Linked DNA regions of Gossypium hirsutum: region 2 is linked to region 1. The links are chromatin contacts, called in public Hi-C maps. All regions are on one chromosome and are shown on one strand. The core of a region is the stretch at or near the end of the contact, and the rest is flanking DNA. Distances in the headings are between cores, read along the strand shown. Region 1 holds the start of LOC107958238 (filament-like plant protein 4). Region 2 has its middle 5.2 kb from the start of LOC107957925.

What was found. Hi-C and Micro-C count contacts between places; a contact is called where the count stands out from the background.
Region 2: a contact with region 1 is called in a Hi-C map of leaf, with 1.9 times the contacts expected there. The contact joins the enhancer-like site here to the promoter of LOC107958238 in region 1. A contact is called at or near these places in 6 of 34 Hi-C or Micro-C datasets (fibers and leaf).

What each region holds. Positions count from the first base shown.
Region 1 is chrA05:18,520,700-18,524,078 of Gossypium_hirsutum_v2.1, forward strand. LOC107958238 (filament-like plant protein 4) reads right to left here and starts at 1,254. Exons shown (of 7, transcript XM_041113784.1): 1 at 883-1,254; 2 at 240-271.
Region 2 is chrA05:18,554,103-18,557,073 of Gossypium_hirsutum_v2.1, forward strand. No RefSeq gene overlaps it. Among protein-coding and RNA genes, the nearest start is that of LOC107957925, 5.2 kb to the right of the region's middle. Within about 2 kb of position 1,574, at least 4 of the 9 cell types and tissues checked have an H3K27ac peak or open chromatin away from gene starts, as enhancers often do. A contact at or near this core is called in leaf, where this site is marked.

The sequences.
Region 1 (3,379 bases), core at 4-2,503:
TGATATTAACATAGCTGTCAGAAATCAAAAGCCTATTTCTCTTTCCTCCTACATTTTCTCAGCCACCAAACAGAACGTAACGTCAGGGGAACAAAAATCTTGCAGATTGAAAACTTTCGAAGCAGGCTGTACTACTAACGAAAAACAGCAAGTAGGAGTTTGCAGTGATTCGGAACTTAAAAAGAAAAGAAGAAGAAGAACAGTGATAGAACAAACAAATGGAGTCAGACATGCGGTACCTTATATAAAAGTATATATCCAATGATTTGGGCTGAAACAGTGAAACAAGTAAGATCGTCAGTTTTTCAAGTGTTGCGATTGAATCAGATGAGAAAAGCATTTTCAAACCAACCAAGTTCATCCATAGCTACATTTCGAATGCAAAAGATTTATTCAAAGAGCTAAAGATCTTAGAACCAAAACGTCATTTTATATCAATTGAACAAGATAGATATCGATAGGTAAGGGAATTTACTCAAGGTATTTAGATAAAGGATTGAAGCTGAGAAAAAGAGAGAGGAGAAGTTTGGAATTGAACTGAGAAATGAACTTAAATTAGCAAATAAAAATAGAAGAGGAACAGAATATAAAAGGCTTGAAATGGAAGAAATCCGAAAACAGGAAACTTCACCGACAAAAAAGATATTCAAAAAAAAATCTCAAAGGAAACATTTTACTCTGCATAAAACCGACAACTGTCTTCCAATCAAAAAACCAAATTACAAAAGCAGAAATTTAAAAAAAAAATTCAAATTTCCATTTACGCAATTCTACTCTGTTTCACCACCAGCATTCATCGTTAAACAGAAAGAATTGAATCAAACAAGTGAAAAAATAAGACAACAAACTTATAACTCGCATTGTTACATAAAATTGAGTTACCTCGAGAAAAATTAGCTTTCTACTATAGGAAGATTGAAAATGCAGAAAGAGTTGTTTTGCAGTTTAAAGATTTTTAAGATCCAAATTAATGTATATATTGTTTTTTTCTATTTTGTTGTTTTGTGTCATTCTAAATGTTGACGTTAGGAGAAAGAGAAAGAAATGATGGCAAATGGAAATGACAATCGATGCAAAGGAGGAGGAGGAGGAGGAGGAGCGCAGGTGCTGCGGTGGTGGAGTTGGGTAAGGTGGAAATGATTCTGGATTTAGGTGTCGCTTTTTGCTGAAGTTTCAAAACTAATCACGTTTTCTTCCCTCAAGATTCAGAAATACTCCGTTATATTATAAATGTCAAAAAAGGAAATTTTGGTGAGATTGAAATTACCGGGATTTTCAAACCCATTTTATGTTAAATTAAATCTAATTATAATTATGATTGTAATTATGATAAATATCTTTTAGATTATGGTTGTGATAATTTGGGACGAAAAAAGTTAAAAAGTGATTAGACCAAGTTACCCATACGGAAAATAAATAATGACAAAGGAGTCTGTATTCTTTTGGTAGAAGCAACAGCTTAGCTGTATGCGATGTTTGGAAAGTAATGTTTTTGTGTTTTTGTGTTTTGTATGTGTTACTATGGACCACCGTCACTACAGCTCATAAGGTTTAATTCAATACGGGTCTGTTACCATGCTCCGCCGCTGCATCTGCTGTCGTGTATCACCATATCTCCCACCTCTAATATTTCGGTTTGTCTGAGCTTGGAACACGTAATTTAATGTTGCTGTTTGATTTGATCATACACAAATTAGCCCATATAACGAATATATTATATAAATAAATTATGGGTGATTGTTTGTCATACACTATGTGAATTATTGTTAGTTTGGCATATAGGCCTGATTAAATGCTAACCCCTAATCTTTGGTAGGGGTACACTATCAATGTGGGTTAACTTTGCCTAGAAATATAGACCCCGTGGTATATGACTCTTTCCTTGGTGACTCCATTTTTCAACTCCAAGCCAACTCCTTTTGTCGACGTCTAATGTCAAGAGGTTTAACTTATTATCGGCTTTATGAATTTCCTGGATGAACACAATTGTTGCGGGCGATTACAACGCACCAATTTAGCTAGTCGATCTAATGAGCTAGAGCCCATGACAAGAGGCTTGTACCGGTGGCGGTTGTGTTTCTCCATCCATTTTCCTCAGGTATGGCTTGACTTTTTTATTTATTTATTTGTATTTATTTGGGTTTAATTTTAATTTAAAGGGAGGTATCCACTTATATTGGTTTGGTTTAAAAGTTAAGTGTATTTATATCTTTTTATAACTTTTTATACAAAAAATATTTTAGCCATTCAACAATTGAATTTATTAATATATTTGTACTTGGTATGCATGTAAATTTTTTAATTAATCAGATATATTTATCGTATCGATCTAAAATATTGTCTATATTAATATATATTTAACAAATAAAAGTTTTTTTTACGTAAAAATAGGTATAGAATTTAAATCTATGTCAAACTTGACATGCATAATCTATGTCAATGGAGCATGAAATATGATAATTAAATTGTTAAAATATTAATGGTATAAAAAAATTACGAAAAAAATATAAAATCACTTAAATTTTACACTAATGTAAATGATTTACTTCCCATTATTTACTTATACTTTTACCTACAAGATAACCACGCTAATGGATAACTAATATAAGAAAATTTACGACTATAATTAAGTTTTATATGTGTCGATACAAGTGTTCAACAATAGAGGAAGTAGGAGAATGTGGTTGTGACAAGGAAGCCGATTCACCTAGATTGGCGGAAAGTTAGAGTAAGAGATTAGGGCAAAGGTAGTTGGAGAGGTAAGGGAGATAGAGTGCTGAGGATAAAGGCTTAAGGTTGCTAGACGAGAAAAAGATCCCTTCTTCATCATTCCTCAAGGTATTTATAGGGGGAAGGCCTCGTGTCTAGTAGTGTCTTGTCACCGACAATACGGATGGTGGCTTGCCTATGTGGTCGGCCAAGTGGCAAGTCGATTGTCATTAAGTGCGGTACTACTCTAACATTCTATTTGTTGAGGTAGTACGAGATTGTCATGCCTCAATGGTCCTCTCTTGATGGTGAGTGCATTCCCACTAAAAAGTGGGGGGTCTTATGGGGATGAGGCGTGCGGGTGGTTGGCCACATTATTGTTACCAGTTAGGCGACGCAAGGCGGAGAGCCATCCACAAATGTCTCTCAAATAGTTTCTCAGGGTGCTATGTGTCTGAGAGGTGTAGAGATATAATAATATATGTTGGATTAGAAAATCAGAACTTTAATATTGAAAAAAATAAAACTCTTGTTTGTCATGAATATAAATTGAGAACAAAGATTAAATTGGTAATGGATGATGAGGTTTTACCCTAAGGGAAAAAAAAAAAGCTACGTTGATGAAGAAAGAAAAGGAGGTGAGAGATTAAAAGATAAAAGGGACAAAAAA
Region 2 (2,971 bases), core at 324-2,823, 34 kb after region 1:
CTAAATTCTCTTCTTAAGAATATAAGGTGTCTATCACTGCATCAAACACATAGAGTGTGTTCGGTTTGTTGAATGCTATATTTCAAAATAAGATTACATTGTTTGGATTCTTAACATTCTAGTCACCTTACAATCTCTTATTCCTAAATAATGTCAAGATGTTGTAATATAGGATATAATCTCATTACAACTCATTTTTTAAATTATCTTAGATTACGATCATAATCTTATTTGAGTGGTTTTAATAATTGCTCCTATTTGAATCTGATTTCAAACTCAAGGCCAAGTGGATTATAATCAACTAAGAAGTATTTCTTACTTCTTACATAAATATTGCCTTTAACAATGTTATTTAATGATTTTTCTTAAACCTTTTTGTTTTAGTTTTTCTGTTAAAATTTCAGTTTCTCCGACCTTTATTTATGTATTTTGATATATAATAAATATTTTTTATATTTATTTCTCGGTTCATAAAAATTAACTTTCTTTTTAGAAGTTTATAACTGTTCTTCCCAACAATGTCATCATCAATATTCGAATCCAATTTTCTTCTTAATAGTACAATGTGTTCGCCATTGCATCAAACACATAGGGTGTGTTTGGTTTGTTGAATGTTATATTATGACCTGTAATTTTATATTTCAAAATAAGATTACATTGTTTGGATTCTTAACATTCCAGTCATCTCGAAATCTTTTATTCCTAAATAATGTCAAGATGCTATAATATAGAATATAACCTCATTACGGCTATTTTTTAGGTAATATTAGATTATGCTGTATAATCTTAAATTTTGGACCAATTTACATTTTATTTTTGTTATTTCAATCTATTTGGACTTTTTTCTCCAATAAAATTTAAGACTAATTGAAAAAATAATTTCCCTAAAGAGTAAAACTGTAAATGCCACATTTTAAAATTACAATTACTATACTTACTCTAATAAATTATTTTTTTGTATATTAATTATGGTTGATAATTCAATAAATTTTCATGAATTATTAAAATTATTATTTATAAATTTATTTCAACTTTGTATATTTACTTATTAATATATAAATTCTAATAAAAAGTAAGAATTGTAATAAGCTATCATAATTTTATAGAAATTGAGATTAAAAAAAATAAAGGAACTAAACTTATAGATTAAAAAAAAGTAATTTAATAAAATATATTTTTAAGGTAATCTTACATTTAGTCAATCTGAATATGATAATCTAGCTAAATTAACAAAAAAAAAATTTAATATATGACCCTTAATATTACATTTTCGTATTCAGACTACAAAACATAATCTTAGGTTGGATATTATTTATTTTTGTCAGAGGGGAAAATGACGTTTTATTTTAGTACAAAAAAAGAAAAAAGGGAAGATAACACTTTACGACATGGAATTGGATTTTCAGTTTATTTATTTTTGTGGGTAATAAGAACAAAATAAACAGAAAGACAAAAAGGTTGTCCGTGAGTTTTCGGAAACAAGAAAGATGCCGCAACACAAAATCCGTAAGCGGTGAGTGAGTGAGAGAGGTGAGAAGAGCTTTTCCTACTCATCTATTCACTTTTACTGTGCCATCCCAGAGCGAGCTGCGCTCATTTTTCCCTTCCAACTAAACCTATAGCAGAATATGAATGCAAATTATAGAGGTGGGTCAGGCATATTAGTATCAATTAAAGCCAATTACTATATTATCTTTCCTGTTTCTTGTTTAGGGCTATCAATTATCCTCTCTTTTTTTTAAAAAATTAATTTCTTAGCATTTGGATTGCAAAACGGATGATTTCCATTTCAAATCCATTCAATTATGCTTTATGGATGGAAGAAATAGTAAAAAAAGATTGCTTAAATTGATAAATCAACTTTCATATCCAATGATGGCACATCAGCTTAATTATAGAAGCATTTTACTTTAATTTTACTCATACAAATGAAATCCAACATCTTTTTGGAAATTAACCAAAAATATAATAAACTCTCTTCTATTCTTTTTGTGGCTACATGATTTCTCTCTATTTTCTTTATTTCTTAATTTTAATGCCTATATTTAATTACACATTGATGGAATTAAATGTCTTGGACGGATGAGAAAATGTTATTAACATTACAAACATTTACAAAAATATGATAGGCATCATCATCTTTAAAAAAAATATGCTTCTTTAAATATATATATATATATATAACATTTACAAATGATAAAATTAAAACCGAGCCATCAAAACTACAAAGTCTCAAGCCACGCTGAACTTCCTATCAACAACTTTGAAATGTTTAATAATAAATAATACTTTGAACATCATTCTTCACTTTAGATGCAAAAGTTTAAAAAGTGATATATTGATATTCACATTAAAAGATTATATTCATAATGGGAAATCATCATTAAAGAAACTATTTTCTTAAAATATATTTAACAATTAATGAAATTAATAATTTTAAATTGATCGATTAATTCTTAATTCGATTGATATGTGTATTGTTGTCAACGTAGGAGGATGTGGGTTTGAGTATATTAAAGTACATTATATTCTTATTTATAGTTTAGAGAAAGATTATGAATAATTTTAAATATTATATTAAAAAAAGTAAATATGACGAGAAATCGTTAAAGTAAAAGACAAAATAAATGAATAATTTAAAGCAAGGAAATGAAAGAAGCAACATAACAAAATTGCTATCCTTCGGGGCTTTGGTTGGCGAGGGACCCAATATTATGAAATGACAAAACATTATTCATCCATCTCTTCAATAAACTTCCCATAATTTGCTTAGGCCCATAGCTACAATACGATGGCATGAGTTTATAATAATATCAACCGCTAGAATTTTGGTCCTTTATTTTATTTTGCCGAACGTGCCACTAATAAGTAGCCACAGTGTGAGATTCAAGATTTAGATTAAAGCTCTCTTTAGTTGAATCCAACAACCGGCTGTTGTGATTAATATTCTTGTCCTTTCTCCTATATATTA